2 separate regions of the Oryctolagus cuniculus genome follow, and region 1 is linked to region 2. A link is a contact called in public Micro-C data. All regions are on one chromosome and are shown on one strand. The core of a region is the stretch at or near the end of the contact, and the rest is flanking DNA. Distances in the headings are between cores, read along the strand shown. Region 1 holds the start of ZNF263 (zinc finger protein 263). Region 2 holds the start of CLUAP1 (clusterin associated protein 1).

What was found. A called contact is a pair of places that touch in the nucleus more often than the background predicts.
Region 1: a contact with region 2 is called in a Micro-C map of ear pinna, with 7 times the contacts expected there. The contact joins the promoter of ZNF263 here to the promoter of CLUAP1 in region 2. A contact is called at or near these places in 2 of 6 Hi-C or Micro-C datasets (ear pinna and skin fibroblasts).

The regions. Positions count from the first base shown.
Region 1 is chr19:32,181,860-32,184,626 of mOryCun1.1, forward strand. It overlaps ZNF263 (zinc finger protein 263), which reads right to left and starts at 1,319. Exons shown (of 4, transcript XM_008250644.4): 1 at 110-1,319. The coding sequence starts at 496.
Region 2 is chr19:32,002,334-32,005,505 of mOryCun1.1, forward strand. CLUAP1 (clusterin associated protein 1) reads right to left here and starts at 1,833. Exons shown (of 12, transcript XM_070064021.1): 1 at 1,720-1,833.

The DNA of each region.
Region 1 (2,767 bases), core at 69-2,568, 180 kb after region 2:
GAGTCCGGGGCAAACGACAAAAAGGCCTGCTCCCCGTGCAGAGCTCGGGGCAACCAGGTCGGTGACATCCCCGCCGCCGGGGCCAGGCAGCCAGCTCGCGCGCTCTCACCTGCTGCCTCAACCTCCCGAGCTCTCTCTGCATATCCTCCACCAGGGTCACTGCTTCTTCGCCGCTCTCGGGATGCAACTCCTGCACCCTGCTCTGGATCTCCTGGGGCAGGATGGTCAGGAACTGCTCCAGCACCAGCAGCTCCAGGATCTGCTCCTTGGTGCGCAGCTCGGGCCGCAGCCAGCCGTGGCAGAGCTCCTGGAGCCGGCTCAGGGCTTCCCGGGGCCCAGCGGCCTCCTGGAAACGGAACCGTCTGAAACGCAGATGGGAGGCCTCCGGACTGGGCCCGGGGTCAGGCGGGGGCAGCTCCTGGCTCCAGGCGCAGTCCTCCTCCAGTTTCACTATCAGGAGCCCTTCTCGCTCCTGGGAGCTCGGGCCCGACGCCATTGTCAGGACCCCAGAGCGCCTGGCCCCTTAAAACCGGATGCGGCCGCTCTGAGAGGTATCCCGGCGCCAAGCAAGGGTGCGCGGCGCCGGCCGGAGCTGCTGGGCCCGGGGCTCCAGGTCCCGGCGGAAGATCCCAGCTCTCGCCGGGCGCAGCTGGCTCCAGCGCCTCCACCTCAACAAGCTTCGGGTGCCGCCGCCCAGCCGCCCAGGCCCACCTTCGCCAGGACGCTCCCGCGGCAAGACCCGAGCGACCCGCTCCTCAGCCAGCACCGGGACACACGAAAGACGGCTCGGCCCTCAGGCCGGAAGTGCCTGGGCGCCAGTTAGCCGTCCACAAGCCAACGGCCCCTGCTTGGGCCCAACTTCCGGGTCACGTTTCTGCAAACTCCGGCGCCCATTGGATCAGGTCTCGCCACAGACTCACCGACGACCAATGAGAAGGGGAGGTCCGCCTGCGGAGGCGGGACGAGCGAGGGGCCAATCAGAGAGGAGCCCCGCGGTCCCCGGCGGCCCCGGGAGGGGCGATGGGCGGGGCCGCCAAGTCGAAAATAGCTGGGGGGAAGGGAGGATGTGCCCGGCGGACGGTCTGGACGAGGGGTCCCCACAAAGGCTTATTAAAATGGCAAGCCCCGGCCGCGCGAGGGCCACCGCGTCAGAGTTCGGGGCGGGCAGAATCCGGAACTGAGTGGCTAAGCTCCACCCATGGCGTCTTCCCGGGGCAACCCCCAACCGTCCCGGGCACCCTGGGCTGGCAGCGGCAAGCGCGACCCACGCGTCCGGCTTCGGAGTCGGCGGCCTCCGCAGCGCGCTCCACACCCGTGGACGCCCGGCCGCGGGCCGCCCCGAACCCGTCACAGCGCGCGGCCCCCGGCCCCCGGCGCGGGGCCTGCCGGGAGATGGAGTCCGTGGCGCGACCCCGCGACTGCGCCTGCGCTGGCGGCCCCGGCTCCGCCGTCTACGCCCGCAGCCAGCTGCAGCCGGGTCGTGTGTGGCAGCGGGGCCGGCCGGGCGGGCTCCGGGGCTTCCGGGGGGCGCTCAGGGCCTGGCGCGCCCCCCTGGCTCTCCGGGTGTGGGTGTACTGCTCGGCCCGCGAGGGCCAGGGCCGGTTACTCCGGTGCTGGCTCCGCCGTGAGAATCGCCTTGCGGCGCGAACGGACACGCGTGGGGCCGGTGGAGGCTTCGTGTCGCCCAGGGGAGGGCTGCCCCGCCGCGAGCTGGAGCTCTTGCCCACGGGCAGCGGCGGTCCAGGGCCGCGACGCTTTCCACCGGCGGTCAGGCCGACAGAAGCGCGCTGGGAGCGAATCCGGACAACCAGTAACCGTCTACACAGCGCTTGCTCGCGTGCAGGCGGATCCTCGACGCGCACTGGACGAAGCAGACGTTGTTGTTGGCACCGTCAGCCGGGCCGGGTCGCACAAGGCCGCCAGTGTGGCGAAGGGTGGACCTGGGGACAGCCAGGGCTGGTTCGGAACACCTGTGTGGACTGAGGACTGGGCATGCGTTTTCCTTGTCCCATTCCAGGGACGAAACCAGACCCGCAGCTGCCATGCAGATGCCAACCCAGAAGCCCCTGCAGCACGGACGTGACGTCAGAACTCCCTGTGACCATTGCAGCATAGGCGTGACGTCAGAACTCCCTGTGACCACTGCAGCATAGGCGTGACGTCAGAACTCCCTGTGACCACTGCAGCATAGGCGTGACGTCAGAACTCCCTGTGACCATTCTGGTTTTTTAAACATTCTCATTTCAAAAAAGAAAATCTCGATTCTAACCTCATAAACCACTTGTCCCGGGCCTTTATGGTCTCAGGCAAGTTACTTAATCGCATGGAGCTCCCACCGCAGTTCCCTTCTCTGAGCTGAGGGAACGTGCGGGGAGGACTGCATGAGCCAGGGCACGTTCGAGGCTTAGAACCGTCAGTGGCAGTGGCTGCGGGATATGTGTAAGAATATTTCAGTGCTGCCCTGAAGTAGGACGAATGGAGGTCAACCGCTTGCGACCGCTGGCGCTCGGGGTTTGTTCCAGCGCATTCTTAGGATTAGTATTTTTTTGTGGCCTACCCGTATTCAGGGGACAGACTAGCCGACATCTGATTGGAGTACAGTTACCCGCTGGTTACAGATCTACAGGGATGCACTGAACCCCAGGGTTCTTAGCCTGGCACTGCCCAGAACCGTGTGATGGTGCCTACCGAGCCTTTAAGGCGGAGTTCATGTTGGGGGGCGCACTGGCCAGCACAGATCCGGGGGGTGCACGGTGCGTCTGGAGGT
Region 2 (3,172 bases), core at 583-3,082:
GCTGCCTAGACGCTTCCTCCCACCACACGGCGGTCACCGCGTGCTGCTAGTTCTGCTGCAGTAGTGTCAAAGAGGAGCCTAATTCGAGCAAGCCCCTTACCACGCACCACGGAGTCGCATGGCATTCACTTAAGGGCAAATCGACACCCCCTAGCAGAGCGGGACCTCTCACAAGGCTACGCGGGAGGAGACGGCCATCTGGTAGCTGGTCGTCACCGAGAACTGCCAACCTCAGAGGCTGCGAGTCTCGCCACGGCGGGCGGGCGGGCGGGCGGAAGTGGCCTCCGGACATCTGCACTGCAGAAAAGAGGAATTCCTAACAGAGCCGAAGGAGGCGCGAACTTGCTTAACAAGGCGGACGCCGTTACGTGAACCTCTAAAAAGCGGGACGGCGGCACTGCTCGGTGACAAAATCTCAGGGGAGCACCGTCCTCCACGTGACACACGCTGTCCTCTGCGAGCTGACCTCAGGGAGAGGCCTGTCAGGACCCCCTGCGCAGGGGGAGCCCGCAGAGAGACACAGCACACAGCGTCGCTCGGTCCTAAGCCTTCGCCTCCGCTTCCTCCCAGGCCTAGCTCCAGGTCACACGAGCCCACCTCCCCTCGACGGCGACCAGCCGGAACGTAACCGGCGGGTCCCGGCACCCGCCCGCCCGCGCCCCCTGGCCGGCGGGGCTCGGGGCCTCCACGCACACAGCAATCCACGCCAGGCTCTGCTCCACCCGCGGCAGCCCCCGGCAGGCCCTAAAGCCCAACACGATCATCCCCCAGCGCCCTCTCCGCTCTCCTGGCTTTCCCACCCCCACCCCGAACAGCCCCTGCGTTCTCCCGGGAATCCCCAACGCGGCAACTGGAGCACCAGCCGCGCGCGGCCCGGGGGCAGGCCGAGAGCCTTCCACCGCCACAGGCAGAGCCGGGGGCGGGGCGGGCTCTGCGGAAAGTTCGCGGAAGAACCGCACGGATTTCCCCAAAACGCTTCTGCGCCCTGGCAAACTCCTCTTTTAAAGCTCCGCCTTCCACGACATGTCTGAAGACGGGGCCGAGGCCCCAGGCGCACGCGGCCGGCAGAGGGGCCCCCCAGCCTCAGGGAGACGCGCGAGGCCCGGGCCGAGGCGCCGCCTTACTGCGGAGGTCGCGGAAAGACATGCTGCCTCCGTCCCCCGGCGCCTCAGGTCGCCGCCGCTCGCTCCCGCCGCCCGCAGCCCCGGGCCTCGCCGGTCTCCATGGCAACGCACGGAGCCCGGGACGGCGCGCGGCCGGGGCCAAACAAGGCGCGAGCCGAAACGCGGCGGCGGGCGCAGGCGCACAAAGAGGGCCGTAGGGGGCGCTGCGAGGACGCCGAGGGCGACACGGACACGTGGCCCCGGCTGGCGCGCCTGACAGGGGCTTCACAGACTGCTTCTCCCTTCCATAAACGATGTACTCCCGGGCCGCGTGTCCTTCTTGCGTGCTACGCACAGTGCTTTGCCTCTACGTCCTGTGTGGAAGGCTTGGCCTCGCGCCCCTCCTCCGGAACCGTCGAACGACGACGCCGCGTTCACGAGCGAAGGCGGCTCGTCCCGACCGCGCATGCGCAGCCGCCTGGCCTTCGCGACAAGCCGGAAATCGGCTGGAGGCTGCGCGCGCCGACGTTTGTCCCTGCACCCGCGGCCCCTTCTGGCGGGACATCCGGCCAGCACGAGGGTCGGTCCCCACAGAGTGCCTAACCGGAAGCCGTACCTGGAACGGGCGGGGATGGTGAGATGACAGGAACCTGGACGAGTGGACGGGGAGGAAGGCGGCCCCGCGCGGGCGCAGGGGCCTCCGGGCACGCCCTGCACCCGGGCGGTTGCTGAGGCGACGCGTCCCGTGCCGGACTGAGCGACTGAGGCCTGTGGTGGCGCGAGGATAACCTTCCGCGAGGAGCTGTGGAACCCACATGCGAACAACTGACCCCTTCTCAACCTGGCCCTGTATACGGAATTAAAGTGCCGCAAGCCTACGTGTAGAACCTGAAACTACGTTTTCTAGAAGGAAACCTGGATTGAGCAAGCTGTTTTATGAGTATATAATATACCGAAGCATTTTCCCTAAACAGATTCTCTCAGGATAGGTTGGACTTCGTCGATAATACAACACGTATGCTCCTCAGCTTAGAAACGAACGTTCAAGAGCCACGGTTGTGCTTCGGCGCTATCTTCCGTTGGGGGCGCCCGTTCAAGTCCTGGCTGCTCCATTCCTGATGCGGCTTCCTGCCAGTGTGCCTGGAAAGGCAGCGGATGATGGCTGAAATGCTTAGGCACCTGGCACCCGAGCCGGAGACCAGGATGGAATTCCTGGCTCCTGGTTTCAGCCTGGCCCAACCCTGGCTGTTGTAGCCATGTGGGGAGTTCCCTGCCTCCTTTGGGCACTCTGATATTCAGATAAAGAAGTACATCTTTAAAAAGTTTTTTTTTCAACAAGTCGAGCTTAATGATGGGATTGTCAGTTACTAGGATTTGTGATTGCGGCTTCATCCTTGCTATGAAAAAAGTGCTCCAACGGACATGGCTTCTGTAAGGAAGCTTAGCAGGAGCAAGGAAACAGCAGTGAAAATTCGGGCTGGTTAACATCAGGTTACTTCGGGTTACCTTCCTTGTATAGGTTAAGGCACAGGGGATTTCCTTATCATGCTAGCTCGGGTTGACTCGCTTGACGGTTTTAATTGGTTGTGTGAATTTCCTGTTTGGGAGGAAGCTTGCCCATTTCCAAGTTCACTGGGATTATGAGGCACCTCGCATGTAGGACTCCATTCTGCTTGGTCTGGTCTGTTAACATGACTCCCACAAATTTTATTTAACAACACTATATATAAGAAAACTAAAAGATGAGCCACCATCTAGGAGATGTTAGGCACAAAACACATATCTGACACCAGGTCTCATATCTGGAGTGTATAAAGAACTCAGCACTCAGGACAATCCGTTTAGCAAATGGACCAAAACCTAAACAGGTACTTCACAAAAGAAGATATATGGATGACTAACAACAAGCAAATGAAAAGATGCTCAGAATTACCAGTTATTAAGGAAAGACACATTAACAACAGCAAGACACCATTATGAAGTTGTTAAAATGGTTAAAATCACAAGCAAACAATTCTGACAATGCCAAACACTTGAAAGGAATTTCGAGCATCCTGAACTGCTCTGGA